5 separate regions of the Mus musculus genome follow, and all the other regions are linked to region 5. A link is a contact called in public Hi-C and HiChIP or PLAC-seq data. All regions are on one chromosome and are shown on one strand. The core of a region is the stretch at or near the end of the contact, and the rest is flanking DNA. Distances in the headings are between cores, read along the strand shown. Region 1 overlaps Cltc (clathrin, heavy polypeptide (Hc)). Region 2 has its middle 12 kb from the start of Tbx2. Region 3 overlaps Vmp1 (vacuole membrane protein 1). Region 4 overlaps Cltc (clathrin, heavy polypeptide (Hc)). Region 5 holds the start of Ints2 (integrator complex subunit 2).

The links. A called contact is a pair of places that touch in the nucleus more often than the background predicts. HiChIP or PLAC-seq counts read pairs in DNA pulled down with a chosen protein or histone mark.
Region 1: a Hi-C map of B cells shows a contact between it and region 5, with 14 read pairs. The contact joins the enhancer-like site here to the promoter of Ints2 in region 5. A contact is called at or near these places in 6 of 39 promoter capture datasets (the C10 cell line, cranial neural crest, hippocampal neurons and 3 more), 12 of 484 Hi-C or Micro-C datasets (B cells, CD4 T cells, CD8 T cells and 7 more), 1 of 115 datasets of contacts at active chromatin or transcription factors (cardiomyocytes) and 3 of 9 other capture datasets (adipose tissue, embryonic stem cells and liver).
Region 2: an H3K4me3 HiChIP or PLAC-seq map of embryonic limb bud shows a contact between it and region 5, with 3 times the contacts expected there. The contact joins the enhancer-like site here to the promoter of Ints2 in region 5. A contact is called at or near these places in 8 of 39 promoter capture datasets (the 3T3-L1 cell line, the HPC-7 cell line, cranial neural crest and 4 more), 1 of 15 datasets of contacts at CTCF or cohesin (pro-B cells), 5 of 484 Hi-C or Micro-C datasets (LSK cells, embryonic stem cells, muscle stem cells and 1 more), 8 of 115 datasets of contacts at active chromatin or transcription factors (bone marrow-derived macrophages, embryonic hindbrain, embryonic limb bud and 4 more) and 3 of 9 other capture datasets (embryonic stem cells, liver and pancreatic islet).
Region 3: an H3K4me3 HiChIP or PLAC-seq map of bone marrow-derived macrophages shows a contact between it and region 5, with 3 times the contacts expected there. The contact joins the enhancer-like site here to the promoter of Ints2 in region 5. A contact is called at or near these places in 1 of 39 promoter capture datasets (maxillary cranial neural crest), 2 of 115 datasets of contacts at active chromatin or transcription factors (bone marrow-derived macrophages and microglia) and 2 of 9 other capture datasets (adipose tissue and pancreatic islet).
Region 4: a contact with region 5 is called in an H3K27ac HiChIP or PLAC-seq map of microglia, with 4 times the contacts expected there. The contact joins the enhancer-like site here to the promoter of Ints2 in region 5. A contact is called at or near these places in 4 of 39 promoter capture datasets (the C10 cell line, hippocampal neurons, liver and 1 more), 1 of 484 Hi-C or Micro-C datasets (cerebellum), 1 of 115 datasets of contacts at active chromatin or transcription factors (microglia) and 2 of 9 other capture datasets (embryonic stem cells and liver).

What each region holds. Positions count from the first base shown.
Region 1 is chr11:86,714,962-86,719,991 of GRCm38.p6, forward strand. It overlaps Cltc (clathrin, heavy polypeptide (Hc)), which reads right to left. Exons shown (of 32, transcript NM_001003908.2): 12 at 4,498-4,662; 13 at 4,225-4,405; 14 at 2,937-3,100. Among named protein-coding and RNA genes, the nearest start is that of Ptrh2, 33 kb to the left of the region's middle. Within about 2 kb of position 2,775, at least 39 of the 459 cell types and tissues checked have an H3K27ac peak or open chromatin away from gene starts, as enhancers often do. A contact at or near this core is called in B cells and hematopoietic stem and progenitor cells, where this site is marked.
Region 2 is chr11:85,842,400-85,847,770 of GRCm38.p6, forward strand. No RefSeq gene overlaps it. Among named protein-coding and RNA genes, the nearest start is that of Tbx2, 12 kb to the left of the region's middle. Within about 2 kb of position 2,167, at least 171 of the 459 cell types and tissues checked have an H3K27ac peak or open chromatin away from gene starts, as enhancers often do. A contact at or near this core is called in the HPC-7 cell line, bone marrow-derived macrophages, embryonic limb bud and 5 more, where this site is marked.
Region 3 is chr11:86,654,800-86,659,955 of GRCm38.p6, forward strand. The region is part of intron 5 of Vmp1 (vacuole membrane protein 1); the gene reads right to left. Among named protein-coding and RNA genes, the nearest start is that of Vmp1, 26 kb to the right of the region's middle. Within about 2 kb of position 3,227, at least 18 of the 459 cell types and tissues checked have an H3K27ac peak or open chromatin away from gene starts, as enhancers often do. A contact at or near this core is called in bone marrow-derived macrophages, where this site is marked.
Region 4 is chr11:86,736,476-86,741,756 of GRCm38.p6, forward strand. Cltc (clathrin, heavy polypeptide (Hc)) reads right to left here. Exons shown (of 32, transcript NM_001003908.2): 2 at 596-803. Among named protein-coding and RNA genes, the nearest start is that of Cltc, 18 kb to the right of the region's middle. Within about 2 kb of position 2,641, at least 50 of the 459 cell types and tissues checked have an H3K27ac peak or open chromatin away from gene starts, as enhancers often do. A contact at or near this core is called in liver and microglia, where this site is marked.
Region 5 is chr11:86,255,793-86,261,200 of GRCm38.p6, forward strand. Ints2 (integrator complex subunit 2) reads right to left here and starts at 1,802. Exons shown (of 25, transcript NM_027421.3): 1 at 1,412-1,802; 2 at 231-537. The coding sequence starts at 526. The region is part of intron 2 of Brip1os (BRCA1 interacting protein C-terminal helicase 1, opposite strand); the gene reads left to right.

The DNA of each region.
Region 1 (5,030 bases), core at 1,525-4,024, 460 kb after region 5:
GAAGCAAGCCATGAAGGTCTTAGAGAAAAAACAAAAAAACAAAAAACATAAACAGTCTAGGGCCGACACAAAGCCCCAACAGCCAAGGGCCAGCAACAGTGAGTCATCCAGGGACACTGAGGCAAAGCATGGCATAAAGAAAAGGGAGCAGGGTGGAGACACACTTGCGTGTTAATCAAATAATGCTAACAACATTGTTTGGAATTCTTTGTAGTACTTTAACTTTTCTGTAGGTCATAAGAGAATCTTAGGCTAGTACAGCGCTACTGAATAACATTCTCATCCCTCACAGGGCAGTTGGTGTTTGTTTGATGTTTGTTTTTCTCCAGACATTATCTCAGTATGTTGCTCATGCTAGCTTTGGACTCATGATCTTCCTGCCTTGGGTTTCTGAGGGCTGGGATTACAGGTAAGGAAGGAGCCCTAACTTTGATCCACACAGGCTGTTGTTTTTGTATTGGGTCATATTGCACTGTATTATATTGTTCTATTTATTCATTAAAATTAATTTTTTGAGACAGGCCATATATACACCAGGTTGGCCTCAAACTCCAGGTCCCTCTGACTCAGTCTGTCAAATGTGGGTGTTGGGATTCTTTATGTATTCCCATATTTAACTTAAATGTTACTCAAGTTGTAATAGTTAAGTTTACTTCTGCTTTGACATAAAAGATAACTCAAACATTATCTCCTAAGGCTAAAGAAATTTAAAGAAAAGAGTTCAATTACAAAAGAGAAATTCAACTAAGAAGCTAGCAGTGTTAAAAAAAAAAACAAAAACAAAAAGCCTCATAAGCCTCAATGATTCACCAGAGGAAGCGAGCTCTGTCCTGTGAAATGGAGTGGGTGCACAGCAGCACGACCAACCACTCCTTGCATTTGGCAAGTTTCTTGGGAACCCTAGAAAGTTTGACATTATCATGCTGGCTAGGCTGCCCAGAAAAGTTATGTGGCTAAGATATGACTTATAAAGTTATAATCACTGGGGGAAAGTTTATCTTTCATTTGAAAATATAAGATAATCTTGGGGGCTGGTGAGATGGCTCAGTGGGTAAGAGCACCCAACTGTTCTTCCGAAGGTCCAGAGTTCAAATCCCAGCAACCACATGGTGGCTCACAACCATCCGTAACAAGATCTGACTCCCTCTTCTGGAGTGTCTGAAGACAGCTACAGTGTACTTACAGATAATAAATAAATAAATCTTTAAAAAAAAAAAAAAAAAAAGAAAATATAAGATAATCTCATCATTTTGACTATTTTGTTACATAAAATCCCTGTGGGTTTGGCTATCAGACCCCAGTTAAATTCAAAAGAATAAATATCAGATGATACAGCTGTAAACTACCTCCAAGTGATAATAGGTAGAGGCAAGACATGCAAATTCCATGTAATAATGGTTTTGTGCTCAATCTACAATTCTCCCAAAAAACAAAAGTTAAAAAATGTCATGTGTGACAGTGGACAAGTGGTACTCTCTGAGTTTAAGAATTTTTCTCATCTTTCATTGATAGATAGCTACAAATTTTTACTTTTCCCCATAAAATAACTGGTATGAGAATAATGTTAACAAGCAAAGTTAAACAAATTAAAAACCCTTACTATTCTCTAGCTTAGCATTCTTTAGGACATTATTCTTCACTCCAGCCAGAGGCAGCCTTTATTCTCTCCAACTGAATTCATGTGTCACAAAGTCAATTTATCTTGATCCCACTTGGTTTATAAATTATACATTAACACTTCATTTCTGGATTCAGACAGATGTGATGCTAGAAGTAAATCTAGATGTTTCCTTAACCTACAATAAAGGATCTTGAAAATGATGCCAAAGATAAACTGAAAAATACAAGCATCTAAGGCAGAGGCTGGAAGATGGCTCAGTAGGTAAAGACGTTTATATGGAGACTAACATTCTGAGTTCTAGACGCAGTAACTACATGATGCAAAGATAGAACTGACTCCCAAGAGTTGACCTCTGACCTCCATGCAATGGCCTGGGCACAGAAACATCATCACAAACATCAACACAAAATGAAAACATAAATAAATGTTAAAAAAAATTGAAGAGTAAAATATAAGAAACCTAAGCCAAGAATGATGCCTTCTGGAAGATGCTGGTTTTACCACATACCAAGGCCAGCCTAGACACTGCAAAGTGAGACTATCTCAAAAAAAATAGGAAAGATGATTCAAAGAGTAAGGGCACTTGTGCCAAATGTGAAGATCTGAGTTTGACCCCTGGGCCTTCCATGATACAAGGAGAGAGCTAGCTCTTATGCACATTGTTCTCCCCAGACAAAAATTTTCAAGGCAGTAGAAAGACAAAATCAATAACTGTGCCTTAAAAAAAAAATAAAGGAATCAAAGCCTTTTATGGACTAGAGGCCATCTACTTCCTGTTGTACATATTAATAATGTACACATTACAGGTATGTGTCACCACCTGGGGAAAGAGCTGAATATTCTAAAATGTCATCAAGAACAACTTTAAACTGTGTTTTTCTTAAACCAGCCCTAGTGACACACATCTTTAATCCCAGCACTCAAGAGGCAGGGGCAGGCAGATCTCCAGCCTGGTCTATATACTGAATTCTAGAACAGCCAGGGCTACAGAGTGAGACCCTGTAACAAAAGAAAAAAGAGAAAAGAGAAAAAAGAAATGTGTCTTTTGATTTTTTTTTTTTTAAAAAAAGGAAGTTCTTTGAAAATGAAACTGTTTTTCCTTCTTTTTAAACAGATGGTCGTTCTTAGGTACTACTTACTAATTTCCTTCCTTATTTCTTGAGAAACCACAGAGTATTAAGTTTAGAAAAAATAACCCAGCACAGAATTTGAGAATGCTAAGATTTTCAAATGTAAGAAAAATATTCTCAAGCCCGACTCAACCCTTGTAGAACTGCTTAAGTCAATCAGAAGCACGTAACTTAAAGCCACTTACCTTGAGAAAATTCTTGACTCGCTCGGGATCATAGCAGTTGCTTTCTCTGCAGATTCTTTCCACTTCTTTGATTTGCCCAGTCTTGCAAGCCGCCTGAATATATTTAAAGTGCACATCTGGGTCCTGACTAAAGTTAACAATGGACCCCAGAAAATAAAAGAGACCTTAAAGAAACAAAAGTAACTGAGATTAAGGAACATAGGCAGGTTTTGTTTGTTTGCTTGCTTGCTTGCTTGCTCTAAGACAAGGTCTCACTGTGAAGCCCTGGTCTCTTCATGGAGTCCTGGCTGTCCTGATTTTGCTGTATAAGCCAGACAGACTGGTCACAAAATCAGAGATCCTCCTGTCTCTGACTCCAAAGTGCTGAGATTAAAAGCATGTACCATCAAGCCTGGCTATACTTTTGAGAATGAAAGAACTAAAAATTAAGCAATTACAAGTCATGATTACAGAAAAGGTTCCTAGTAAGTTGGCTGTTTTAAAAGTTCAGTAAGAATACACATTAATCCAGAAGCCACTTGAACAAATCAGGTATAAATTTCAGTCCCTACACAACAGGAAATTCTGTTTAAAAGTATCTTTCTGTGTTTTAGTGTTTTTGAGAGGATTTGTCGTATAGTTCAGGCTGTCCTTGAATCTATCATAAACCTGTCTCATTTTTCTGAGTGGCCACTCTGCCTGGCTCGGAAGTTTTCAAATAGTAAAGGACAGCGCCTCAATAGCAAAGCAAATGTTTATACCACATTTCATGAGACACTTTAAATCAAGTATCACATACCAGATAGCTTTGCATAAAACTTTCAAAAATTTAGTGTAGAGCTGTCCATAAGAACTTTCTGGAGTGATGACCTATATCATCTGCCTTAGACACTAACCTCCCATGGCTCACCTCAAGCGTAGCTAGACTAACTCTAGAAACTTTCAATTATATTTTAATTATTTAATTGAATTTTAAATAGCTGGGCTAATGAAGCACAAAACCCCCTTAGGAGAAATGTTCACTATTGCAAGAGTCAGAGCGGTGCTTTTAATATTACTGTAATTAGTCGTCAGTATTTTAATATTATGCAGCTAACACAAGACAATAAATTTCTTAACCCAAATTTCTGCCTTTAGTTCATAAAATACCCAAGCAGGTGTTCTTCTACACTGTATACCTCAAGGATCCCATGACATGAGGGGTCCTAGAGAAGACATGTCCCATAAAAGTGTTTTTCAGAAGATAATTTCGAACTGCCTGATTAATTATAAGTGTCTCTCTTATATCAATTCTGACATTCCTAATTACCTTCAAAACTCTTGAATGATTCAAAGAGCTCAATCAGAGACTGAGTTGACAGCTGTTCGTGATATTTAGAAGCCACCTGAACACAGATCTGTAGATTTTGACGAATATTAGCTGACAGCATGGCTCTGAGGCATTCTAGGGAATCTTCAACTGATAAGGACCCAAAGTAATTCACTAACCACTAGAGGGAAAAAAAAAATTAATAATTACTATCACCCAGTATAAACAATAAACACACTGACTAATCACAACTAACAGGTAAGAAACAAATACCTCAGGGTTAAGAAGATGGGTATGAACAACTGCACGTTTTATGTCATATAAATCGGTGAAGTGTTCTAATGCACGCTGCAGCAGGCCCGCCTTCTCACACAGCTGGGCGATATGAGCCCGGTCATAGTGGGTGAACATCTGATTCCCGAGAATGGCATCTGCAACCTAGAAAACCACAGACAGGACAAGGCCGTGTTTCCTTCTCCTTTACTTCAGCATACACCAACACCCAGAAAATACACTGAGACTGAATAGTGAATAAATAACATGAAAGTATGAAGTACAAAGAATACTAGCTAAATTTTCTTAGGAAATAAGCATCTCAAAACTCTGAGTGACAACTTGTAAACATTGGCACAATGGACCAGAACAGGATCGGAAGCAAGATTAAAAAGCATGACAACTCTGCTGGACACATTTTTTGTCAACTTGAAAGTGGGAACATCTTGGAAGTGGGAACCTCAAATTTGAAAATGGCTCTAACAGACTACTTACAGGCAAGCCTGTGGGGTCTTTTCTTGACTAATGATGGG
Region 2 (5,371 bases), core at 917-3,416, 410 kb before region 5:
TGTGTGTGTGTGTGTGTGTGTGTGTGTGTGTGTGTGTGTGTGTTGGGGAGGAGGTAGTGGCCAACTTTCTTCAGTACCACCAACTCCAGAATTCTGTCCCATCACTCTGCCTTCTGGAATCACTCGGTGCTTGGGGTGCTGGGAAAATCTGGCCTAAAAATCCCTCCTTACAGCTTGTTTATCTTCGATCCCCTCCTTGCATCAACTTGCTGGCGACTTTCAAGGGAGTCCCACTGTGTCCCACTGGCCCCATTGGGCTGGTGCTTCCCTAAGACCCCCTCTGTTAAGGAGAGCTCCCATCCACGCCGCTCCAGAAGGCCACAGCTAGTAACCTCATCCAGCTGGCAGGTGCCTCCGGGAGCTGATTACATGTCTCTGGATTTGTGGTCGTTGAGCACCCCGTCTTCATCCCTTTAAGTCCAGGAGGTTTTGACGTCCAACCCCAAAAGATTGCCTTGTTAGACATTGTGAACCTCTGGGGCGTGTATGACTTTCCACTCGCCCGGGGACATCAGCAATGATTTGAAGGGCAGAGTGAAGATGTAGGTAGACTTGAAAGTTTCAGGAACTCCTAATGCTCCGAACACCTTCCTGGGCTGACACACTTACAAGGAAAAAACTTTGTCCAACTCCTCTGAGACAGGGCTGCCTCAAGTTTCCCTGGGTAGAGAGTGTGGAGTGTGCGCGCGCGTGCGTGTGCGTGCCTGTGTGTAGATGGTCTCATCCCAACCGTAGGTGAGCTATGGCTCCCCTGTTCTGCTCCGCCTGGACTGATTAGGCAATGTGGTTCACGAACCAAGCAGGAACAAGGAAAGTCCCTCCCTACTTCGCATAGAGTCTCTCCCTATCTCTACGTTTATTTGAGGTCACTTTGGGTTGAAACTCCCCGTAAAAAATAAAAATAAAAAATCCCAAAGCAACGTGTGCACTGGCATCTTGCTGCCTCTCGCTTTCAACCAGGAAAGAATGCCGAGAGTTTGGCTGTGGGGCCCCCTCGGCCTGCGGACACCAGGGGGCAGCACACGCGGTGGTGGGCAGGGCCGCAGCAACTCGGGTCTGGTGTTATTTCCGAGCCTGCAGCGCGGCTTGGAGAATCCTCCCGCTCCCCTGCTTTCGGCCGTACACACCCCCCTCCCGGGATTGCCACTACAGTGCTCCGCTGGGCCCCAGCTGCAAGGCCAAGTGCGGCTTGGGGAATCCTGCAGCTGACGGGCTGGGCCTTGTCCCAGACAAAGGCCTGGCCACTCCCAGGCCCAATTAAGCCACCAGCCTTCCCAGCCTTCCAGTCTTCATTGTCTCTGGGGGTCGCCAATTAGCTCAAGCGCCCGTGTACCCGCTGCCTTAACCCTTCAGGACCTGCCCAACCAGGGCCATTGGATGGCAAATCCGTCAGCAGAGAGGAGTGTGTGAGCGATGGGTATCGAGGGGCTTCTGAGGTCTGTTAAGTGGGTGACCAAGGGGCCTCTGAGGTCTGTTAAGTGGGTGACCAAGGGGCCTCTGAGGTCTGTTAAGTGGGTGACCAAGCGTGTCGCCAAGAGACTCAATGGGGAGTGTGGGGTCTTAGAGAACTGTGCTGGTTTAGGACTGGGTGTGATAACACCCGAGAACTCGAAGATTCAGCATTTGGAGCCTTCGTGAGACCCCTAGCAGCGCAACTGAATAGATTCCGAGATGTTGGACACTGCATTTTCCACGCGGTTAATCCGAGGCTTCCGAACCCTCGAGCCATTTCTTCCTTCCAAACTTCCCGCTGCGGTGCAGAGCTTCTGAGCCTCGGCAGAAGGCCCTGTCCTCCTGGAGGGCGTTGAACCGGGTTCAGCCTCCCCAGCCCACTGTGGATTCACTGACGCGGGGAGGAGCACGCCGCGGCGCGACAGCGATCCCGTCCCGCCTGAGCTCGGGCCCCGCCCCGCCTGGGCTCTGGCCCCGCCCCCCGCTTCTCTAGGTGAAGGCCGCCGCGGAGGGAACGGTTTGGGAGAGATCAGAATTGCAACTCTGAGCCCTCCTTCCTACCTTGGGAGCGACCCTAAATCCAACTTCGTTTCCTTTTCCCATTCTCCTTCCGCCTCTCCGCCCTTGACCGAGAAGTTTGGAACACTCTCCCGGTAGGCTGAGTCCAGCCAACGATCAAGAGTCAGCGGGGAGAACGACCCCGTGCGTTGGAGGGGGCTGGGCGCTCCGGGTGATCTCAGGGCATTGTGTCGCGTCCTCTGGAGAGCAGACAAGTTACCCACCAGGGAAAGTGTTGGTGCCCGGATGACTGTTTTCCCCTCCGAGTTTCTTTTAGGCTCCCTTGGGGTGCGTGTCTGTCCATCGGGTTTGATGGGCTAAGGACCCCGAACTCACTTGGCTGCTCCGGACTCGGGAGCCTTCCCAGGTCCCAGGCCTCAGGAACTCCCCACGTTCCCACGAGATGGCGCTCCAGGACAGGGCCCGGTCAAGCAGCCGGCCAGCACTCCCTGCCAGAGCCCAAGGTGCAGTGAGTCCAGAGAAATGGGCACGGAGAGGGATCTCAGATCCACTGTAGGTCCAGGCCCAGGGACTTGAGTGGGCTGCCGACTGCGGGCACCGACGAGGGAGCTCAAAACTTAATGTGGGTTTTTCTCTTGGAGCTGCCCTGCAGTGCCAGCTCCTAGAAGCTATGGTCTTCGATGTGCCTGGCTGGACTCAGATTCTTCTTGGGACAGGGAAGGCGCTTGCCTCTGGCTTTCCTGGCCTCTTGGAAACACAGTCAGGGCTGGGATCTATGAGCACTGGAAAACACGCCTCTGGCCCTTTTGGAGTGTGAAGCTCCACTGAACCATGCAAGCTTGGGTGTAAGTGTTGGCTAAGACATTCCTCAGCTCCTACCTCCACCTCCTCAGCTCCTCAAGGTCACACGAAGAGACTGTTAGGTATGCACCAGGGACCAGTGCACTTGAGGACCAAGGGTTAAATCTTACAAGACAACCAAAGGTCTTGAGGAGGCTTTGGGTCTTCAGTAGTTCCCGAAGATGCTAAGTAAGAAGGACTCAGAAGTGAGCCACCAGAGTTTGAGTCAGGTTTGAGTCGGATGCTCGTGGGTAAAGAGGGGAAACCTGATCACTAACAAATGGCACACTCAGAGTGGGGAAAATTTGGGGGAGCTAAGTACCAAAGATGCCAGCAGCTCGACAAACGGGCAGAATAAGTCTACATACGCTTTTTAAGAGCACACGGATAGAAACCTGCCCAGTTCCCATCAGTCTTGCATCTCTTCCTTAGCCAGCAACTTGTTGCCTCCCCCCAGCCAGAGTCTCGGCACCTTCAAGGCATACCAGAGGATAGGATGAGACCTTTGGTAATCTAACAGTCACTTGATGCCCATCTATTGCAAAGCAGATGTTCAGTAGGAAAACTGAATGAGAAGTTCAAAGCCAACCTTTGCCTCTAGCCATGAGATCCTGAACAGTACGACTCTCTTTTCTGAGCTCCAGGATCCCGGTTGGCAAAGTAAATGGTGTGGACCAAACCCAAAGTGATATGTGAGAGACTAGTTGAAACGTTCCCCTCCCCGACATCAAAGGCTCCTGAACAAGGACCTAACCCTTGAGGAACCTGGGCCTGAGACATAGGCAGAGCCACTCACAGACCTTGGGAACTTTGACTGTTGCTAAGCTTCTTGGACTGGGGTCAGGATTGGTGGCCTGGATGAATTCCCGATTAGGAAATAGCATTCCAGGTTCTGAAACCCTCGGGGAACCAGCTGGCTCCAGCTGCCTCCAGTCCCTGTGGGATGTGGCTGTCACAGTTCAACCTTCCCACCAAGCACAGTTGGGAGGGGGCACATCCTATGGGTTGTGAGGTGACTCTGGCCTCCAGCACCATGGGGTTGCTGACAGACTGAATGCAGGTTCTCCCCAAGGAGAGAAAACGGTACCAGTGGAGGGTCTTCTGAGGCCCCTTCCTAAAGGGTATCCCCTAGATCTGGGCTATTTACATGGGCTCAATCCTTCCCTGAACTGAAGGCTTGATGGTATTCAGAGTACTTTCTCATGAGGGCTCGCTCTCAGTGAAGGCTAAGTCAGGGGCAGTATAGTGACCATGAACCGCGGAGGATGACATTGGGGTTCAGAGAAATGAAGGGTTCCAGGATTTCCAGTAAATAAAGGAAAAGGCTCTTTCACAATTCAGTGAGCAGGGCCCTTGGCAGCAGCAGCTAATGAGGTGATGGTGGGTATAAGTCAGGCTCCCAGCTGGGAAGGGACAAAAGGGCTGGGTGCATGACCTCTGCTGACTGCCGGATGCTGAGCCCTGGTGTCCTGGCCAGGGTCTGGCTGTGGGAGAAGTAGCCTGATTTAGAGACAAGCCCAGGAGACCAAGATGGCTGCTGGCTTCACATCAGTCTAGCAGGGGAACGTAGCCACGGCCCGTCTTCACTCTTGTTTTTATTTCTTGAGAACAGGATGTCCTCTGGCTCCATGGCAGCTGCTCCTCAGCTTGACAAGAGGAGCTGTGGGCCACCACCCCATGCCAAACACATTTCCTTCTCATTCTTGGAATGGGAACTTCCGTTCCAGAGAGAAAAACCAAGGCTTAGACCTGTTCCGGTTGAAGAGAGGTCACAGAATCTTCCCAAGCCAGTGTTCTTTCCCAGAGCCTCGAGGGTTCCTGCTCTGTGGTCTCTGGACATGAGAGATGCCATTGGGTAATTTTTATCTAGTCGCAGAGCACATGCACAGTCCTTCCTTCTTGTCCCCACCCAGGGTCTTCCTCCCTTCTCAGAGCAGCTGTGTCTGCCCTTAGGCTTTCTGGGTTTGCCCATAAGATTGCTGGTCGCATCACTGATATCCTGTGCAATAGACACCTCTTAGGTCATCCCTCACCCATCCCCCACACCACCACAGTCACCTGTGCACACAGGCGCGTGGAGAGACCGCATGCACACCAATAGCCATAAGTATATATCTGTACAGGTGCCCCTTCCCGCTGGACCACGTGCAAACACAGTCTTGTTTGCATACACTTAGGCATAGAGGAAGCAGAGACAGGAAAGGACAGGGTTTGAGGTTAGTTGTGTGTGGTGCCTCATGCCAGTAATCCCAGCATTTAGGAGGCTGAGGCAGGAGGACTGCCAATAGATGAAAGCCTGGTTACTCGGTGACATTCCTGGTTATACTGGTTACACAGTGACATTCCTATCTCGAAGAACAAACTCCCTCTTCCAACAACAACAACAATACACACACACACACACACACACACACACACACACAGAGAGAGAGAGAGAGAGAGAGAGAGAGAGAGACCGGGGCGGGGGGGGGGAGCACTGGGCTACCCTGTACAATATAATGATATCCTGTCTTAAAGACAGACAGGTGGGCTCTCTCCTGCCCCTGCCTTCTGGGGCTCA
Region 3 (5,156 bases), core at 1,977-4,476, 400 kb after region 5:
GAGCACTGACTGCACTTCCAAAGGTCCGGAGTTCAAATCCCAGCAACCACATGGTGGCTCACAACCACCCGTAACAAAAATCTGATGCCCTCTTCTGGAGTGTCTGAAGACAGCTACAGTGTACACACATATAATAAATAAATAAATAAATCTTAAAAAAAAAAAAAAAAGTTAAGAAATCTGGGCTGGAGAGATGGATCAGCAGTTAAGAGCACTGACTGCTTTTCCAGAGGTCCTGAGTTCAATTCCCAGCAACTACATGGTGGCTCACAACTATCTGTAATGGGATCCAATGTCCTCTTCTGGTGTATCTGAAGACATAGACATATATAAAATAAATAAATAAATCTTAAAAAAAAAAGTTAAGAAATATGCCAGGTGATAGTGATACATGTCTTTAATCTCAGCACTTGGGAGGCAGAGACAGAAGATTTTCTGAAAGTTAGAGGCCAGCCTTGTCTACAGACTGTTCTAGGATAGCCAAACTATACACAGAGAAACCCTGTTTCGAGAAAACCACCACCACCAACAATAACAATAACAACAACAAAAATCTTAAGAAATTCATCAAACATCACATAGCTAATATTGGAGCAGACATTCCAACCTAGCTACTTGACTCTGCTTCTCTCATAATCAAAACTTCTGCATACTCTTCACCATTAAAGGATGGAAAACCAGATGTGGTGGTGCACACCTGCAATCCCCTTATTTGGGAAGCCCTGACAGGAAGGATGCTATGAGTTCAAGACCAGTCCAGGATATATAGCCGTGGGAATTATTTTCCACATATGCAAGTCAATGGAAAGCAAGGCTAACTGGTAATTTTACTGATCCTTTAAAAATTATTTTAGATTTTCTTTGTATGCACATCTTCCTGCATGAATGTGTGAAACATATGCTTGCCTGGTATTCAGGTCAGAAGAGGAAGAGCACTGGATCCCCTGCAACTAAGATTACACACAGCCCCGTTCATTCTTATGTAAGCAAACCATGTATGTGTGAATATAGACAAATAATAAATCATGTGTCTAAGCTAAGAGAGTCATTTGGGAATTGGGTAAGAATGCTTTATAGGCAAATATACAACAGTATATTGATTGTGTTAGTGATGCCATCTAGTGGTGACCAAATATAGATGTACTAAGACAAGTTCTAGAATTGGTTTTTTCTCTTTTTTAAAGGATCTTAGGATTTATTTTGTTCTGCATGTGTGGATGTGTTCAACACACATGGATGCCTATGGAAGCCAGCAGACAGCATTATATTCTCTGGAACTGGAACTATGAATGATTGTGAGCCACCATCTGCGGCTGGGAATTGAAAGCAAGGTCCTCCACAAGAACACACTGGCCTTAACTGCTGGGCCATCTTTCTCTCCAGCCCCCTAGGAAACTGATTTCAAACCACTCGTAGATGACAATCTTTGGAGAATGTGAATAACGTAGGTTTTTTTTTTTTTTCAACAAGAATAAAAAGCTTATTCTCCTAGGTACAAAAGTAGAATGTTCAGGAAATTAGAATAAGCAACACAAGTCAGTGGTTCTGCTAATCATCCTACTAAGTACCGTTCCGCAGAGATGAAAGAAGCTCGCTTTGCTCTCTGGCTCACACCCACCACTCCCATGGAAACAGCAACTCTGCTGATTGAGTGATGAGGGTTCCAACACACATTTTCAAATTACAACCTTTCAATTGAAAAACTTAATCTTAAAAATAAGGAAATTGTTCATTAACTGAAAAATATGACTTCATTTTAAGATCTAATCTTTTTAGTCTTAATCTTAAGTGACCATCTGGTGTACATTCGATCACAATTAACAAGGTTTAACCGCAAAGAGGCAACTTCCACTGTGAAGACCAATGGACACGAAATACAAAGCATTTTCATATTACTTAATTTTTAGAAAGCATGATCATGATAAAGAAGAAATTAATCTTTAGTTTTTCAAACTACATGAACTGTAAGACTTTACAAACAATACAAACACAAAATCCGACAAGAAGGGGACTGTATGTCTGCCCAGACTACGTTCCTAGCATGGCTGCTTGGCCTCTGAGGGTTACATGATTACAACAAGGTAGAGGTGTCTATTTCACCATCACAAAAAAGTAGGCCATCAGAATGTCGTCATCATCACATCTAAGCTCATAAAAGAAAGCACATGCAATTGGGGTTTCCCAAACACAGTCCTATCATCAAAAGACAAGGGAGCCCGGCATGGTGGTGCCCGTCTTTAATCTTAGCACTCAGGAGGCAGAGGGAGGAAGATCTCTGTAAGGTCCAGGACAGCCAGGGCTATATAGTGACACCCCCTTCCAAACAAACAAACAACAATACACAAAAGAAGTGAAGATTGTCAGGTGTGGGAGGCAAAGCACAGAGGTCCTTGTGCCATCACAGAAGCACTAGAGAAACCAGGAATGTTAAACATGCAGGGTTATCTTGAGAGAGAGAGAGAGAGAGAGAGAGAGAGAGAGAGAGAGAGAGAGAGAGAGAGAGAGAGAGAGAACTTGCTTTCAGAGCAGAGGAGGTTATGAGCCTGGTGACTTTTATTATCTGTGTGGCTAAAACCACACCAGATCCTCCCTAAGACCTTATCATGAAACTCTTTTTCTCAGTCGATCTATATATAGAACCTATCTTTATGGAAGATGTCACATGTTCTTACAAAGTTTCAACATGGGATTGAGTTAATTATCACCAGGAAATTTTTTCACCAAATTATACTGTACTTAATTAAATATATCTAAAGGAAACTACTTGGGGTCAGATTCTCAAAGTTTAAACCAACACAGACTACTGAGTTGTACTGAGCTGAACTGGCTCATCTTACATGGATTGACATGCTGGTCACTGGGATTCTAGAGAGAGAGACCCCCTGTACTTAAGAATTAAAACATTGTTACAAATCACAAAGGAAATGGTAAATTTTAAAGTTATTAGAATAGCTTGTATTAAGAACAAATCAAAACTCTGCTTTTGATTTCCTGTCTTTTTTTAAAATGTGTTAAAATTTCACATGTAATTTTAACAATTTATATACAAATATAATACACAAATATACTAAAAACTTCCCATGGAAACATTTATGTATAATTAATGCAGTAGTTTTTATAAGTTCAATGATTCTATCTCCTTACTTGTGACTTAGTATATAATAGATATAACATTGAGTGCAGTGAGAAAGAACTTCCTCCCAATTGCTCTTGAAATTGTCAAGAGAGATGACTCAGCAGTAAAGAGGCTGTGTTGCTCTTGCATAGGATTCAGGTTCAGTTCTTAGTACCCACAAGACAGCTCACAACTGTCTGTAACTCCAGTTCCTCCACAGGCACCAGGCAAACACATGATGCAGATATACAAAATACTCATATGCATTAAAAGTTAAAGCTGAGAAAATTCTAATTACATTCCACTAAACTAGCACACTGATCAAGTGTAAAAATGCTCATTAGTAGAAACAAAGATTTTACTTTTCCTTTACATTAATTCTGTAATAAACTTTACTGTTACAATACTACTACTACTACTACTACTACTACTACTACTACTACTACTACTACTACTATTATTGCTATTATTATCGAATGTGTCCATGCAGGTGAGTATCTGTGTGCCATGGCACAGGGGTAGAGGTCAGAAAATGGCTCATCCGAGGATTCAAAGTCAGGTCCTCAAGGTTGTTCAGAAAGTACTTTACTCAATTATCTCTCCAGCCCTCAAATTTCTTTATACTAAATTTGTATGCAATTTAAAGAGGACTCATTTGAATTCCGTTTAATGTTCAGTAGAATCTTCCATGTATGCGGCTTCCCAGAGGATTTTAGGTTTGTCATCTATTATAAACAAAGCCCTTCATCTTGTTTTTCAAGAAATATCAGATGGTGGGTCTAGATAAGAACAGGAAGATAGGGCAGGGTGGCCCACATCTTCAATCCCAGCCCTTGGGAGGCAGAAGTAAGTGGATCTGAGTTCGAGGACAACCTAACTTCACCGAGTGAATTCAAGAAAAGTCAGGGAGAAACAGACAAACCCTGTCTTAAAAACACCAAAGCCAAACACACACACTCACACACGCACACACACACCCCACAAAATAAAAAACAAAAACAAAAACAGAACAAAAAGATATCCTATAATCTAATCTGTCTTTTCTTTTTCTCTCTCCTTCAATTTCTACATCTGAATGCAGTATTACACTACTAAGAATTTAGCAGTTATAGGACTGGAGAGAGATTCAGTTTAAGCATGCAGACTTTTATTTAGATGTCCAGCATTTATGCAAAAAGCTGAAAAGGATGCTTGTGATCCCAGAACTGGGGAGGAAAAAACAAGAGGATCCCTTGGCTCGCTGGCAAGGCAATCTAGCTAAACACAAGTTTATGTAGACCCTGTGTCAAAAAATATGTGGTATGTGATTGAGGAAGACACCGAATGTTGACAACTTGTCTCTGTCTACATGTATACACAGATAGATATATCTGGACGCACGTGCAAACACACACATACCATAAATACAAACTTATACCAGTTTAGAAGTTACTAAGAAATAGAATCAATTACTTACTTTTATTTCAGGTAAGAGATAAGCAGATATGAATATAATTCTAAAATTCAAACATTTTTGAGATGGGGCCTCCTAATATTGCCCAAGCCAGATTCAAACTCCCAAAGCTCCTGCTATAGTCCCCTAAGCAGCTAGTACCATGTGCCACTGGGTCTAGCTTAAAATTCCAAGCTTTAAAATAAACTTAGAGAAATGATGTACTAAAGATTAACTCCCAAATTATCCTTCAGATCATTAGTTCAACACTCTCCTATACCAATCATTCATGCCTTAACATTAACATATTGGATTCAGAAGTGAATGTAGTATGTATAGAGCAGCCTTGTTTGAAATGATGGAATTAATTCAGCATTGAGTATCACTGTGATATTCTTTCTACCCAATGAAGATAAAACTACAAATATGGAATTGTTTTTACTTCCTTATTCAGGAACAAGAAGAGAACAAAAGAAACAAACCATGTAGCCACAGAGCTTAATAAGCACTCAAGCATCCCAGTCTTACCTCACTCTGACAAGGCCTACCTAGATCCTGTTGTCCTGTCTTCAGCTGCCTACTCTCCTTCTACCTCAGATTTTTAAGGTC
Region 4 (5,281 bases), core at 1,391-3,890, 480 kb after region 5:
GGCTGCCCACCCCTACGATCTCAGCTACTCAAATTCTCTTAGGTAAGAGAATTCTAGTTCAAAGCCAGCCTGGGCAACAAAGTAAGACTCAACTAAAATGATGATGATGGTGATGAATTTTAAAAACCGTGTGCAGTTATTCTCCCCAACTCTCTCTAACAAGTTTAAATTCAAGCCACTTTTAGCACTTGATGATCTAAGTGAAAAGAAGCCTAAACTATAAAAAAGGCATAGAATGGAGAAGCTGATTGTTACAGTAACCACTGAAATGTTTAGGTCCTAATATTGTTATGACTTATTACAGAATACTACTTTCATTCCCCTATACAGAAATGCTTTTAGCCTTTTATCATGTCAGATATAAAATGTATATATCGTAAAACTTACAATTATTTCAAGTATATCTATTCTACAACATTTCAGAGAAACATTCAAGGTTAAAATTACAAACACTAACTCAAGTTCAGAATTAATTTCAACTTTGCAGATCTAATTAAATTTATTCAACATATAACAGAAAAAGTACAAGTCAGTAATTTTATTTGCATACAACACACATAAGAATTTCAAGAAAAACATTCACAATCCTTTATACCTTTCAGTGCAATCACTTTGCTGGCAGGATTCATGATGGCACTGTCTGCTGAGATTGGTCTTCGAATTGGATTACTTGGATCATTCATATCAATGATTACCACCTGGGCCTGCTCTCCCACTTTTTCTCTAATGCAGATGAATTTGTCTGACTCCATAGTCAAGGTACTGAAGCCAATGTTTGCTGGGTTGATACCCAGGTTCTGGAGCTAGAAAAAAAAATATAGACCATGTTACCAAACCTGGAAGTAAAATTTGACATTCATATATTATCATTATAAATCCTAATTTAACTATCCATGCCAAACCAATAGTGACAATAATGAAAAAGTAAATAGATCTTCTTAAAAAACGTGACATTCCGCTGCTGTAGTGTAACTTACAACTACAGAGGTCAGAGGTGAAGGTAAGAACACAGCAACTTCTGAGGGCTGGCATTTATGAGTCACGGGATTTATAATCACTGTTTCTTGCTGAGTTTTTAGATCTTTGAACCGTTGAACTTACTCTCTCTTACCCTCACTAACACTTAACACAATTATTTATCCACTTCATTAGGCCTCAGGGATCTGTAGTTTAAGCTAAAGTAATATTTTAAAAAGGAGTAAAAGATTTAAAAGGTCAGAATTCTTGGAGGAACAGACTACTACCCTGAGCAGACAAAGTTCCACACCTGTGCAGAGTCAGAACCAGCCCTATGGGCGGGGCTCTATCAGACGCCTCCGAAGCTGGGCGGAGCCAGTCTAGAGAACTCTCTCCAGAAACATGTGCTACTGCACAGGGGTACAACTGTCTTAAGGGAGCTAGAGATACTTCAAAATACACTAGAGAGTATAGACTAGGAAAGGCTTGAACAGGCAGGGAATAAAGATTATACAGAGACACAAGAAAGAACTGCTTGTTTGACAAGCTAAATTTACCTCTTTTTTTTTTTTTTTTTTTCTTCCTTTTCATTTTTCGAGACAAGGTTTCTCTGTAGCCCTGGCTGTCCTGGAACTCACTCTGTAGACCAGGCTGGCCTCAAACTCAGAAATCTGCCTGCCTCTGCCCCCCCCCCCCCGCCCCCCGAGTGCTGGGATTAAAGGCGTGCACCATCACTGCCCGGCCTAAATTTACCTCTTAAGAACAGGGATCTTGAGGCTCAAGAAATGGCTCAGCTAGCAGGGCAATGGTGGTGCACACCTTTGATCCCAGCACTCGGGAGGGAGAGGCAGGCAGATTTCTGAGTTCGAGGCCAGCCTGGTCTACAAAGTGAGTTCCAGGACAGCCAAGGCTATACAGAGAAACCCTGTCTCGAAAAACAAAACAAACAAACAAACAAACAAAAATGGCTCAGCTTTTAAGAGCACTGTCTGCTCTTCCAGAGGTCCTGAGTTCAATTCCCAGCAACCACATAGTGGCTCAACCATCTATGATGGTATCTGATGCCCTCTTCTGGCATACAAGTGTAAATGCAAATAAAGCACTATAATATAAATAGACAGATAAATCTTTTAAAGAATCCAAAACTTACAATATATGTAGAAAGAGCTATTTAAGAATTTTAATACCTGGGTATGGTAGCAAATGCCTTTAATCAAAGCAAAAGCAGATCTGAGTCTGAGGCTAGCCTAATCTACAGAGAGAGTTCCAGGACAGCCAGGGTTACACAGAGAAAATGTCTCTAACAACCACACACACAAAAGAAAAAAGGAAAGGAGGAAGGAAGGAAGGGAGGGAGTGAGGGAATTTTTGCTCTGTATAAAGCAGATACTATAGTATTTGCTCAATAAACAGTGGTTCTACAGATGGTAAATCTTTGAAAACCAAAAAGTGTGAGTAACAGAAGTCACCTGTTACTAGAAAGATTCTACTAGAATGGGTCACTAATCCTCTGGTTAACTAAATCCTTTAAAAAAAAAAAAAGAGCAGTCCCATCCTGCCCTCTTCCCTCCATGGTAGTGAATTTTCATGTTGTAAACTGAGAAAAAGCCCTTGTCCCCAGCTGTGCATTCCCTTTACTGTGCTGGCTGAGCAATGTCAGCTGTATCTTACATCAAACTCTCCTGCTACAAACAGGCCAGGATCTGAGTAAGGTCCAGAATAGGACTAAGACTCTTTTACTTTCACTTCCCTTTAACTCCTCAAGTACTACAGGTATAACCAGTAATAAAATGTAGTTATAACTTAGACATAGCACCGAGGACAAAAAGCCAAGTAGCTATATAACCATTAATACACACATGGCATTAAAGTAGAACATTAACCAGTTTTACAAGCTCAAGATATACTCTAATGCCAGGCAAATAGACAAACTATAAAACAGCTAACTTACAACAAATGTGGTTGGTTACTTCTTAACTTCAGGACTGGAGAAGGAATGGAAATTGTCACCAAATGTATGAATGGAACATGAGTGGTATTCAGAGAGGTCTTTTCCTTAGATAAACTAAATAAAACCAAGTTATCCATCTAGTTTCTGGGGAGAAATACACATCTGTTTTTAGACCCTTGAAGGATTCATGCAGATCATTTCCTTCAATAGTTGCAAAAAGTATTTCAATGGCTCAGAGTTCATACGGTTATCTACAGGAACACAGCACACTAGCCATGAGAACTATGACTCTAAGTTTCAACCCCAGACCTTTACCTACTACACTTTTGAATTTTTCGGATACCATTGTTCAGTTTCTTTTTTTTTTTTTTTTTTTTTGGGTTTTCAAGACAGGGTTTCTCTGGGTAGCTGTCCTGGAACTCACTTTGTAGAGCAGGCTGGCATCAAACTCAGAAATCAGCCTGACTCTGTATCCTGAGTGCTGGGACTAAAAGCGTGCGCCACCACGCCCGGCTTCAGTTTCTTTAGTATCTGAAAAAATGTAGACTTATATAAAAGTGTCAGCCAAACAGTGAAATTAAAAAAGTAATGTAAGAGCCGGGCGTGGTGGTGCACACCTTTAATCCCAGCACTGGGGAGGCAGAGACAGGCGATTTCTGAGTTCAAAGTAAGTTCCAGGACAGTCAGGGCTACACAGAAAACCCTGTCTCGAAAAACCAAAAAAAAAAAAAAAAAGCAATATAAAGAGCAAGATAGTGCCTGATACCATCTACATACAAGAGGATGAGGCAGAAGAATTCTGAACTACAGAGCCTCTGTCTCAAAACAAAAATCAAATTAAGGGTCTGGAGAGATGGTTCTGCATTAAGAGAATTAGCTGTTCTTCCAGAGGACAGGGGTTTGATGCCCAGCCTGACACGGCAGCTCCCAACCACTGGCAACTTCAGTTCCAGTGGATCCAATACCCTCTGTGGGTATCAAAAATATGTGTGGCACCCAGACATATATGCAGGACAACATCCATACACATAACACTTTTTCCAATTTATACACACACACACACACGCGCGCGCGCGCCAGGTGGTGGTGGTACACACCTTTAATCCCAGCACTCAAAAAGCAGAGGCAGGTGGATCTCTGAGTTTGAGGCCAATCTGGCCTACAGAGTAAGTTCCAGGGCAGCCAGGGCTACACAGAGAAACTCTACATGAAAAACAAGAGCAGAAGAAAAGGGGGAGGGAGGAGGAAGTAAGAAATGTTAAATGGCCTATACCTTCAGAGTATTTTACTTATAGGAAAAAAAATGAAGATTTGGTTTTAAAAGAATTAGGTTGCTTGCAATCTATATAATCCTACACTATATCCTTTCTTACTAGACAGACTCTACCAAGACCATTAGGCATTCGAACCTTTTGTTTTCCTATCAAGAATGTACTAGCACTATTCAAGCTATTCCACGTGAAACAGACATATACTTTATTTAAAAGTGAAAATAAAGCTGGGCGTGGTGGCGCACGCCTTTAATCCCAGCACTTGGGAGGCAGAGGCAGGCGGATTTCTGAGTTTGAGGCCAGCCTGGTCTACAGAGTGAGTTCTAGGACAGCCAGGGCTACACAGAGAAACCCTGTCTTGAAAAAAAAAAAAAAAAAGAAAGAAAGAAAAAAAGAAAGAAAAGTGAAAACAAAATTAGAGCTATATGTGGTGGTGCATGCCTTAAATCCTAGCACTTGGTATAGGTCGAGGCAAGCAGATCTCTAAGTCCCAGGCCAACTTGAACAAGAAAAAAAAAAAAAAAAAACCAAACTCAGGAAAGGAACAGAACAGAATGGAAAGAGAAAAGAAGAAAGAGGAAAGAGGAAAAAGGAAAAGGGGAACAGAATAGAAAGCAAGGGAAGCAGGCAGAAAAAGAACTGTGGAGTCAGTCAGGTTGAGAATGACCTCGCAGAGCGAGGGGGTTTGGCATAGACTATTCAGAGATTAGTCAGGATAGCCAGGGGTTTGGTCTAGTCCCATGGAGCACAGGTCAGGGCGTTTTTGTAAGAAAAAGGAGAATACTGGTAATGGGAAACCCATTATAAACTGAAGAATACATCACATAACTAAATATTTTAAGGGTAAAGGTGAAAAGACTTGGAAATACTAAAAGTTTGGTAGCTTCTATCTGTGATCCTACCTACTAAGGAGCTAAGGCAGAAGGAACCTATGTATAAGGTCAACCTAGGCTATACCACAAGACTCTTCTTAACTCAGGAAGAAAAAAGACAAAGAGCAAGAACAAGAGAGCAGCCGGGCTGTGGTAGCGCACGCCTTTACGCCTTTAAAAACCAACAACAACAGCAAAAAAAAAAAAAAAAAAAAAAAAAACCACACTTA
Region 5 (5,408 bases), core at 552-3,051:
AGTCCCCACTCAGAGTAACTGACCTAATATGTAGCTAATCTTCTCTGAGCAACATTTTATAACACAGAAAGCAGCTCTTAGGAATTTAACTAGAAAAGACCTCTGTCAAATGCTTCTCAGACATTACTCTCCCTTTGCTGGGGGAGCTCTGACAGACCTGAGCATCATTACAACCCCCTCCTCTGGAATATCAAGTAACTCCCAAGTCCTAACACACAAGTGAACTTTACCTAAGCTGCTGTTCTTTGCTGGCATCTTGTTCTAGAGCGTGGAAGTCCACAGACAACAGTGCAACAATGGAGTTGACAGCTTCCACTCCAGACAGGAGGCGAAGTATAAGTTTCTTATCCTGTGCCCAACTTTGGCTCTGGTCAGCAGGAGCACAAAGTGCCATCCTCACCAGGCAGGGCAAGAGGAGTCTTAATTCCGGATCACTTAAGGACGCCAGGCGGACAACATCCACCTTCTGCATAGCTTCAAAAGCAAAAGGGCTGACAAACTGCAGGCCTGTACCCTCGGGCGTCATCGCTCTCGATCCTAAGGAGTCCAAAACAACAAAATGAAAATCGGTATCTACTTCCCACATATATGACAACCTTCTTTAAAATCTAACAAAGTATACTAAATACTTAGTAGGTCCTTGCATTGGCAATGTTGTTGGCACAATTAAAGCTCAGGTTTCTGTCTCTATGTTTCTACTGACATCTGGAAGATAAGAAGGAAAACTGCAGATTAATGTTTCTTCTCAATTTAGAGATCATTTGCTCTAATACTTTGTGTCCCAGTGAACCCTCCTACCCTGAACACAGCCAAGACTTCCCTCATTATGCCCATTACATGAGTTCCATGAAATATGGAGAGAAAATGAACGGCTGCAGCCAGATCTCTTTCATTTTACAAGCCTACCAGATAAATATAAATATCAGTTGGGCTTCTCTTTCTACCTCCCAACTACATGGAAACACTGGTAAATCATCTCACGGGCCAAAAGTAATGTCAGAGGCATGGTTCTGAAAGCCACAACGCTATTCCGTACCCCTATTGTTATAGAGGTAGATGTGTATGTACAGTCAGCTGAAGGAGTTAAAGAGAGTCTCACTTGGGCACTGTGGTTTTGAGTAAATTTTCAAAAGGTAGCAGAAAAGAGAGGTGACATGGAACAGTTAACAGAGACCACTCAGTCTTAAGACCTACTCCCTAGCAGAGCTGTGGACAAAGAATCGTAGGCAGAAATGCTGCTGTTTCAATAGTAAGCGCTGGTCTTTTAACAGTAGAGTAAGCTCAAGGCAGAGGTGACAGGACTCAGGGGTCTCTGCCAGGCAGCAATGAGAATCGAGTGACCCGGGCTGCGAAGAGTCAGGCGGACTTCAGACAAAGCGGCACTTGGGCCCGAGAAGCCGACGCTTCATACCTTAAGATCAACCCTCCAGCCTCAAGGGACCCACTCGGATTCCGCCTCCGAGAGCCAGACGAGGCAGAAATGGAGAGCGCGGTCCGAAGTTGGGCCTAGGTGATTATCCAGATCCCCAAACCCCGGCAATGCCCGGAGTCGACTCAGGCACCAAGAACTCTGACGCTGGCACCAACAGTGCCGTCGACAGAGCGAGAATCAGAATGGGGACACTGCAAAAAAAAAAAAAAAAGTAAAAAGGAAAGGGAAAAAAAAGGGAGAAGCAACCAGGAGAGAGGGGAAAGCAGAGACTTAGTTCAACCTGCACCCTGCACCTCCATTCATCCCAAGCTTCTGGCACGCGCCGGCCACCGTACAGCACTGAGAAGACGTCGGCGGCGATAAGAAAAGCCAGCTTAGGGCCGCTCTGCGCATGCGCAGGCCCGCCCCTTCCTCCGTCACCGCCCTCCCCGCTTCCGAAAGCGTGGAGTGTTACACTTTCTTGTTTTCCAGAGCTTTTCTCTTGGAACCTTGTCAGATGAGTTCCTAAACGGTCAGAGCGAAATCCCGACCCCCGAACCAATTATCGCGACATTTAAATAACAATAATGTATTAAATGGCAAAAGTTGTCCGCTCTGTTCCTCCACAGAAATTTGCCTAATGGAACCCGATTGCAGCCTCCTTTAAACCCCTGCCGGTGCGGTCTAGAAAGTTCTAGAATCCCAAGACCTGTGTGTAGGGGAATTTTAAAAGTAATGAAGCCGGGCAGTGGTGGCGCACGCCTTTAATCCCAGCACTTGGGAGGCAGAGGCAGGCGGATCTCTGAGTTCGAGGCCAGCTTGGTCTACAGAGTGAGTTCCAGGACAGCCAGGGCTACACAGAGAAACCATGTGTCGAAAAAAAAAAAAAAAAGTAATTAATCATAAGTCTATACACTAAGGCCAAAGTGTAATAACTTTTCATTATTTAGTTTTATGGTGTGTACCCAAATTATAAGCGCATGCTACCACTTCCGGCTTGCATTCGAGGTTGGTTTTGTTTTTCAGACAAGGTATATGTGGTCCTTGTTGGCCTGGAGTTCATTATGTAGACAAGGATGACTGGTACTTGACACAACCCCTCTGTCTGCCCAGGGCTCATACTAGAGGCTCTATGTTTGGTAGCTTTCTCGGGTCTCGAGGTTACAAAAATCCTATTCAAGAGTGAATTTTAGGAACGAATTCAGTGGAACCTTCTCAATATTATATGTGGCACTTGTGAAAGAAAATCAAAACTAAAGTCTCACCATCTTAAAAATTGCAAGTCTATTTATCTCATAATAAATGTTCTGGAGACAGCGCCACACTATGTAGTCCAGGCTGCTCTGAACTTCTGCTTCAGCCTTTCAAATTGTGGAATTATAGGATTGTGCCATCTTCACCAGCTTACGTTTTTTGTTGTGGTTGTTGTTCCTGGTTCACCCAAGGTTTGCATGACCTTGCGCGCGCGCGCGCGCGTTTGTGTGTGTGTGTGTGTGTGTGTGTGTGTGTGTGTGTGTGTGTGTGTGTGACATTTGTGCATGTGTTTACTTGTGAGAAAAAAGAATAACTCATGGAAGCTCATTTTCTCCTTCCACCATGTATGTCCTGGGACTTGAATTCATGTCATCTGGCTCAGCGACCAACACCTGGCATGCTGTGCCATCTGTCAAGCCTCTGAACTATTTTATTAAAATGCAGCTTTTGGGCTGGAGAGATGGCTCAGCGGTTAAGAGCACTGACTGCTCTTCCGAAGGTCCTGAGTTTAAATCCCAGCAACCACATGGTGGCTCACAACCATCCATAATGAGATCTGATGCCCTCTTCTAGGTGTCTGAAGACAGCTACAATGTACTTAGATATAATAATAAAGAAATCTTTAAAAAAAAAAATTCTGCTCTTCAGAGGACCTGAGTTCAGTTCCCAGTACCTATACTTGTGGCTCCAAAACTCCAAGGGGTTTGACACCCTCTTCTGGCCTCTGCAGGACACACACACAATAGTTTTTCCTTGTTTGCTTGTTTCCTTGCTTGCTTGGCTTGGCTTGGCTTGGCTTGGCTTGCTTATTAAATATTTCTGAGCAAATGTGGCGCCTTTCAACCCAGCACTTGGGAGGCAGAGGTAGGCAGATTTCCTGAGTTCAAGGCCAACCTGTTCTACAGAGTGAGTTCCAGGAAAGCCAGAGTTACACAGAGAAACCCTGTCTAGAAAGAAAAGAAAAAAAAAAGTATTTCTGGAGCCAGAGAGATGGCTTAATGGTTAAGAGCACTAGCTGATCTTCCAGAGGACCAGAGTTCACAAGGCAGCTAACAGTCTGTAATTACATTTCCAAAACTCTCTTCTGGCCTCTATGGGCACTGAAGACATATTGTACACAGAATATGCAGGCAAAACACCTAAACTCAGAAAAAGGAAATAAATGAATATTTAAAAACAAAAAAAAAAAATTGAGCATCCTTCAACGAATTACCAACCAAGACAGGATTTGTGTGTGTGTGTGTGTGTGTGTGTGTGTGTGTAGCCCTGGCTATCCTAAAACTCAGAAGACCAGACTACCCTTGAACTCAAAGAGCTCCACGTCTCTCTGCCTCCCAAGTGCGGGACTAAAGGTGTGTGCCTCCACCACCCAGCTTGACTGATCATTTCTTTTAAATTTTTTTCTTCAAGACAGTTTTTTTCTGTGTGTCCATGACAGAGTGCTGTGATAAAAGCCCTGTACTACTACCACTTAGCTTACAAAAAATTTTTAAAATATTTCTAAGGCTCTCAGAGAGGGAAAATCTCAGAAAATAAACTCAGCTTTCAGGGTAGAGAATCAGCAAAGGAAACAGAAAAACTGAGATGTGATACAGTGTTTCTCAAATTATCCCATTTGATTCAGAGTAATACCTTTAGTACTGTGAACCAAAATATATGCAATCATCTGTAACTATTATGTATCATATATAATCATATGCCATAGATACCCAATGTGGTCAAATGTAGATGGTAACAAATGTCTTATACACATAATACTTGATATATTTCCTATTATTGGAAGGAGATATAGTGAGGAGTTATAGGTCTTGTTATATGTGAAGCCTTAGCACTCAGGATCCTACCACTTCAGCTTTCCAGTTCTTGAAATTACAGATGTGCACCATCAAGTCCAATTCTGCATATTTTTTTAAAATGTAATTGAAATAGATTTCACAATTACAAAGCATACAATTATTGGTTGGGTTTGGTGGCATGTGCCTTTAATCCCAACACTTCCGGGGCACAGGCAGGATCTCTGTGACAGGCAGGATCTCTGTGGGTCATGGATCCAGTCTCAAAAGAGACAGGAAGACAGAGAGAGAAGAGAACTTATTTGTAATTTCAGCACACACAGGCTGAACTTCAAAATGACTGTCTCACAAAAAGGGGAGAGCTGGAAGGATCAAAACTAAGAGATTAAACAATTTAAACTTCCTGAGTAGCCTTTTCACAGGAAAAGAGAAAGAGGACTCAAGGCATTGGTTTGATGGACTAATAAGAAGAGCTCACCTAAGAACAAGGTGATATTTCAGATCAGGGCCATGCACGCACAGCCCACCTCAAGAAACAGAACAGTAAATGAGCCCAGCCTGAATGACTCAGAAGTGAGTGCGGAAATGTCCCTTTCTCATTGTCCCCCTTGCTTCGTTTTTCCTTTCAGTCACTGTGAGCACAGCTTGAATTCTTAAGGCAAAAGTATGGAGGTCGCACTCTTATCAACTTAGAAGTCTTTCAAATCATGAAAACAATGCTTGCCAAACTATTTGGGTAATCGTACAGAATTTGGCCACCCTACTGAAAAAAACAAAACAAAACAAAAAAAAAAAACAGCCATCAAGTTTGGAGTTTTAGGCCTGCAGTGATGACACAGGCCTTTCATCCCAGTACTTGGGAGGCAGAGGCAGGCAGATTTCTGAGTTCAAGCCAGCCTGGTCTACAGAGTTCCAGGACTGCCAGGGTTACACAGAGAAACCCTATCTTG